Linked DNA regions of Danio rerio: region 1 is linked to region 2. The links are chromatin contacts, called in public Hi-C maps. All regions are on one chromosome and are shown on one strand. Each heading gives the region's core, a stretch centred on a gene start, on an enhancer-like site or on the middle of the called end of the contact. The rest is flanking DNA. Distances are from core to core; before and after follow the strand shown. Region 1 has its middle 12 kb from the start of hspb9. Region 2 has its middle 88 kb from the start of hspb9.

What was found. A called contact is a pair of places that touch in the nucleus more often than the background predicts.
Region 1: a contact with region 2 is called in a Hi-C map of an unstated tissue, with 5 times the contacts expected there. The contact joins two enhancer-like sites. A contact is called at or near these places in 3 of 18 Hi-C or Micro-C datasets (embryo, hematopoietic stem cells and an unstated tissue).

Annotation. Positions count from the first base shown.
Region 1 is chr3:32,096,088-32,099,490 of GRCz12tu, forward strand. No RefSeq gene overlaps it. Among named protein-coding and RNA genes, the nearest start is that of hspb9, 12 kb to the right of the region's middle. Within about 2 kb of position 2,149, at least 7 of the 62 cell types and tissues checked have an H3K27ac peak or open chromatin away from gene starts, as enhancers often do.
Region 2 is chr3:32,020,519-32,023,985 of GRCz12tu, forward strand. It overlaps a transcript of rarab not described here. Among named protein-coding and RNA genes, the nearest start is that of hspb9, 88 kb to the right of the region's middle. Within about 2 kb of position 1,848, at least 7 of the 62 cell types and tissues checked have an H3K27ac peak or open chromatin away from gene starts, as enhancers often do.

The DNA of each region.
Region 1 (3,403 bases), core at 899-3,398, 76 kb after region 2:
AGTGAGAGCGCATTACAAACGTTAATGTGCCACCCACTTAGGTGTGGTAACTCAGGGTCATGAATATACAGGATGTTGGTACTGAGACAGGAAGTGGCAGGCATTGCAGTTTCAGTCTTTGATGAGCATGTCACTCAGTACTCGAGGTCATGAGAAATTGTTGGCATCAATACACTTCTGAACTTTGACAAGATTTGAGGATGTGATATGAATTTAAACAGGCTCGCTTTTCAATAATCACTTCAAAATAATCATGTAACAATTCATTTGTCAGTTAGATGTTAGCAAAAAGCCAAAAGTCAACTTCATCAATTGGAATGAGTGTAGTTCACCCAAAATTTACTGGAAAGTTAATTCTACTCATTTGCAAAGAGTTTTGAACTCAGTGTTGAAGGTAATGAGTTAATTAAATACCTCAGTACTTCAACTTAAATGACGCAAGTTCACAGTACCTATATAGATTATTTTTTTTAACTCAAATGGTTGGGTTGCCTTAACTTATTTGGTTTTACAGTTCTCAGTTGGTTTGAGTTTTCTTCATTTTTTGGGGTTTACTGTGCTCAAATTGCTTCATTTACTCAAATGGATTAAGTTCACACTACTTATTAGGATTAGTTTTTGAACTTAAATGGTTTGTTGCAGTCGGTTTCCACTAATAGTTTGAGTTACCTTAACTTATTGGGTTTTACAGTGTAGTAACGTAATGGCGCAATTGTATGTAAAGTCCATTTTAACACTCACGCACAAAAATAAGTAAAATGTTCATTCACAATTTCCTGCAAAATCTACAGTAACATAGTGGCAGCAGTTTGCCAGTAAGTTACTGTAAATAAATTACAGCAAGAATACTGTATCTACATGTACAGCACTATTTATCTTACTATCTTAAGATTGTATGAATATCTTTACTGTAAAATATACTGTAATTTTCACAATGTAACTTTAAAATACAGTAACATACTGAATTACTGTCCTACTGTAAAATACAGTTCATATTACAGTTAAATACTTTCTAATTTACAAAAATCGTGTACACATATTTAAAAATGTGTGTATTTTAGAATGTTATAATTATTAGCCCTATTTTATGATATGTAAGGTATGTACGGTATTTTTGCTTATTTCTTTATTTGAATTATTTTATATAATTTTTTTATCATTATTTTATTTTATATCTCATAAATTATTTTTTATTTAATTTTATATGTACAGTATATATATTTATATTTGTTCTTTATTTTAAAGGCATCATCTACCTTAATGAAACATCTGATAGGATCACCAATTAAATTATTTACTATATTTTTATATGAATTCATTCATTCATTAATTTACTTTTCGGCTTAGTCCCTTTATTAAGCTGGAGTCACCACAGCGGAATGAACCACCAACTTATCCAGCATATGTTTTATGCAGCGGATGCCCTTCCAGCTGCAACCCATCACTGGGAAACACCCATTCACTCACCCATTTACATGCACTCTCATTTACACACATACAATACGGACAATTACCCAGTTCACCAATACCGCATGTCTTTAGACTGTGGGGGAAACCGGAGCACCCGGAAGAAACCCTCGCCAACACGGGGAGAACATACAAACTCCACACAGAAATGCCAAGGCTTGAACCAGCCAAGGCTTGAACCAGCAACCTTCTTGCTGTGAGGTGACAGCACCACCCACTTAGCCACTGCGCTGCCCCTTTTTTATATAAATATGATTTTAAATTATTATTACATTTTCTCATTTTTTTCTTCTATTTTTTCTCATTTTCTAAGCAATTAAAACAATTAACCAATATAAATCTCTATAATAAAACTGATCCCCTTTAAGTAACTCTAGGTACAGTAGTAAGGACACTGTAGTTTTACTTCTTGAAATAATGAGTAACTTTTAGCTTTGCAAGCTTTTAAAATAGCTTCCTCACAACTAATGACCGTAAAAAGCACTTTTCACTCTCCTGTTTGATTTCTGGACTTGGAGAACTGCCTTTCTCCTCTGTCCGTCCCTTGCCGTCTTTTCTTTTTTTGCTCTCCTGACTCTCTTGCAGATTTACATGGACACAATTGTTTGAGGATTGAGGGGTGTGTCTGGACTGCTGCGCACAATGAAAGCCGTACAGGATCTGTTCTAGACAGCAGCTGTTCTCAGGTCAGCAAAGGAATTCTTCAAATCTTAAGATCTGAGCAACTGTTCATTTATTGGACACCGCTCAGCTAATGGCCCTGATTCTACAGCCACCAGACCAGATGTTACTCTGCATGTGTGTGTGTGTGTGTGTGTGTGCATGTACTTGTTTATGCTACACTGTGGGGATGGACAAGGATAGTAAAACCTAAGATTTTTGACAAGTTGGGGGCCGCCCTTCAGTTCCCACAAGGGGAAAAAGTGTAACGTGTAAAAATACAAACAGGTTTTTTAGGTTAGGGGTAAAGCTGGGTTCGGTGGCAGTAAATTTTGTTTAGTCAATGTAAAAATTTGTCTATACATTCAGAAATTAGTTTGCTGCTTCTTTAAACTACTTATTTTGTTATTATAATAAAATTCTTGAGTTTTTGGGGACAACTTGAATGTTTTATGAACAATTCACTAATGTTTCACAAACTAATTTCAAGAGAAGCATGTGATATGATTGATTGTGGCTGGTCTCTCATCCGTAATCATTAGTAAGCCAATAGGATCAGTCCAAACTCACTATAAATAGCCTGACTACTAGCATTACTCCCATATCTTCTTTTTTTGCAGAAACCCCCATCCACCCCATCTCCCCCTTTCATCCTTAACCAGGGGGAACTCTCAAGAACTACCTGATTTCGTAGCCCTTAACATGCTCATTGACCAGGCAGGAGCCCTGGGCTCAATGATCTCCAACCTCAGGGTTCATTCCCGGGACAGCATGCCAAACCTGCTATTATTATCATGCAATATCTAAGAGTGAACTCTTGAAAAAGTTAACTTAATTCCTTCATGTTGTCCCAACACAAATTGATTGTGTGGAACCAAGCATTTTTTACAGTGTAGAAAATCCATACAAATCAGAAACATAATATGTGTGTGTGTGTGTGTGTGTGTGTGTGTGTGTGTGTGTGTGTGTGTGTGTGTGTGTGTGTTTGTGTGTGTGTGCATGAATGACCAAAAATCAATACCTTTCCCAACTTCCTATTGTTCTTGAAAACTGGTAAACAAATTTTAAATGAAAGACTTTTTTTGTGTGGAGAAAATCAAAAGGATGTGTCATTTAGACTCTAAAAAGCATCCTTTTTTTGTTCTATAATTCATTAATCATTAATATGCACACAATATTGTACATAATACAATATTGAAATTAGTAATTTCCCTAAAAGTATATGTTTTACAACTTCAACTGCAGCACAATCTCTTCAGTTTCCGTCGTTATCAGT
Region 2 (3,467 bases), core at 598-3,097:
GCTTCATAGTGAAAAACAGACGCTTTTTTCAAAATGAACTTTGTACACACGATTTAAAGCGGGATTTGGATGCGTGTTTGAACAGACATATACTATTAATACTACTACTACTGCTACTACTACTACTACTACTACTACTAATAATAATAATAATATCTAAACATGTTGATCTTGGTGGGTTTTTTTTTTAGACAACAAATTTTGTCTTAAATAAACGGTTAGGAAAGCAATGGAATGCTTTCACTTCAGAAGGGCGCATTTTTAAAATGACAGCGCTGTCATTTAATGTAATCAATTGAAAACGTAGAGGTATCCCTTATAATGCTGCAAAAAGACATTTACTTACACTGCAAAACAACAAATATGATGCACATAAACCGTCAGCGCGGTGAAAAATGTCTGTCACAGACGTCTATATGCAAACAACTACTAATAAGCCAAACCATGAGAACCGGATGATTTGCAGCTCCGCTTGCTCCGACGAGTGCTACGGAGATCACACAGTGCATCAGTGTTTTCATAATGAAAGTATGTGTGAAGATGCATTTCAGACTGAAAAGGAAAGTTGTTCTATTGCAGAACCAAGTATTCGATTATTTCAAGCCTCTCCTTTTCAAATTAGTTTATGCATATTTTAATAATTTTTCTCACTGAATATTTAAAAATGTTTAAGATTTAGCTCTTTAGTTGGTTTTTAAAATAGCAACTTGGTTATGGCAGAAAATTCATTATTTTGCAAAATATGTGAAGCATTGCAAAAAAAAAAAATGAAAGGGCTCTTCACCTTAAATTAGTTTGAAATTATTTTTGTCAAAAAATCATAAATAAATTCTGAATCTTGTGATTAGTATCGTGAATTGTATCGAAATGTGAGGTGAATTGTTATATCCCTAGTTGACAGTAAATACTTTACAATTAAAATAAACAATAAATAAATACTATAATGCAAATCAGAATTACATTGGTTCATCTAATAATGCATTTAAAAGGTGATTCACAAACAAATAAACAAAAAGAAATAACTGCAGCTAATATACATATTTGTGCCAAATTTTGGGTCTCCCTGCAATTGTTTCTCATAATCAACTGAAAATGGAAGTGAATAAGTTTGAAAAGCTGTGATTTTGTTTTGCAAGTTTTATTTTCGCCATTTAGGTCAAAATGTTCTTGACAGCCTTGTGAGCTTCATTATCTTATACAGTAGATGTCATTCCTGTGATTGGTTGATTGGGTTTAGTTATTACCCAAAGGTAATCAGCTTTCTAGTCAGTGTTGCCGTTTAATCCCATCGGTAGTGTTTTTCGGATTACACAAAGACAGAGCTGTTGAACAGAAATTGCTTTCTAGGAATTAACTATGCAGCGACAAAGACGCAGAGCAGAACGGATTGGAACGCACCAAAGTCATGAGACCAAAGTTTCCTTGACTGACCCCAGTCTTTTCAGTAGCACTGGCACAATTTCTGATAAAACTCAGACAGAAACGGCATCTTTTACAGCTAATGTGCCAATGGTTGCCAGACACTTTGGAATTTATTAGCTGTCTGCTGAAAGAGTAAAGCTGGATAAAGAACAAAAGAAAGCCAACAGTGAAACATGAGGAGTAGAAGAGTAAGAAACAGAGGCAGCACCTATTTGTTTATTGGAGGAGTGGATTAGACAGGACAGTCTAAAAAAAAAAACGATACTAGGAGACAAATTGTCAAAGCAAGACAACTAGTGGCATCCACCCATCCCTTTCTAATGGACGATGACCCTGTAAAGCCCAAAGGTCACCCTTATCCCCCCTCAACCTGGACTATCTAAATAGGACCACCCTCTGATGACACAAGATGAAGCACCTCTACCACTGAACTCTGCATACAATCGACTATAGTGAGATACACAGAGAGGTCTTAGGGTGAAAAACAGTGTATTTCTGTACGCATAAGAAAAGAAAGGGAGGGGGAGGGAAGGAAAGATAAAGAGGGAGACAGAGAAAGAGAGACGGATATGGACACTGAAATAAAAAGAGATATAAACAGATGTGTAAAAGGCTGGCGATACAAGTAAGCATGTGTATATTTCAACAGGGTGACTTTTGGTTGTGTGTATTCTTCATGGCAACACCTGTCCAAAATAGCAATCTAAAAACCCCAAGCAGATGGGGTCCTTCACTAAACGACACACTGGATGGAGAAAATGGACCAATCCATACAGCTTAATGGAAAAACGACCACCGAAACTTAAATGTCAAGAGATCTTTCATCCAGACTATTCGCTCACCTAAAAAAAGGGTGTAATTTTTAGAGGCTACAGAGTGAACTAAAAAGGGAAAAGAAGAAAGCTTCCAAAGGGTTTTCTATCTATCTATCTATCTATCTATCTATCTATCTATCTATCTATCTATCTATCTATCTATCTATCTATCTATCTATCTATCTATCTATCTATCTATCTATCTATCTATCTATCTGTCTGTCTGTCTGTCTGTCTGTCTGTCTGTCTGTCTGTCTGTCTGTCTGTCTGTCTGTCTGTCTGTCTGTCTGTCTGTCTGTCTGTCTGTCTGTCTGTCTGTCTGCCTATCCGTCTATCTATCTATCTATCTATCTATCTATCTATCTATCTATCTATCTATCTATCTATCTATCTATCTATCTATCTATCTATCTATCTATCTATCTATCTATCTATCTATCTATCTGTCTATATCGTTCTATCTATCTGTCTATCTGTCTATATCGTTCTATCTATCTGTCTATCGTTCTATCTATCTGTCTCTAATGTACACATATATCAGAGATGCAATAGGAAGGAAAAAAAAAGAGTTTCATAGATACAGTTAGATATAGTATTTTTTTAGTATTTCAGAGTAAACAAACAGCTGAAAACAATAATATGTGTGTGCATGCTGTATAATAACATTATTTCATTGTCTGTTGAAATTACTGATTTTGATTGGCTGGAAAATGTGCAATAAAATTGTTTAATAAACAGGTTGTTCCAGTCAGTTTTGATCGCAGTTCAAAATAAATGCACTTCCCTCAAAAATTAATAGTAACAGTAGTAAATTAGTGACAGATGTCGGAGCCTTCATTCCTCTGAGTAATCGCAAGAAGACCAACATGCTTCACTAGAAGTTGCTGGAGATCAATCAACTTGCAAACATGCTCAAAATTATTTGTGAAAAGTTAGCTAATGCAGGAACACTAATAATCTCTCTCTTTCCCTCTCTCTCTCTCTCTCTCTCTCTCTCTCTCTCTCTCTATTTCTGAATGTGACAGATTTAAAGGGGGGAGATCTAATGTATCGTAACTAACAAAAATGATTATTATTGCCTGCCCCATTCTCACAGTATTGGCTGAGTCAGTGTTGCTAAAAAGAGCCTACAGAGCCAGTATATACCACTGTAGATATAGATTTTACCAAAAGATGTGTTGACCTGCAGTTGTGGAAAGTATTAAGACAATTACAAAAATATAAATAAAG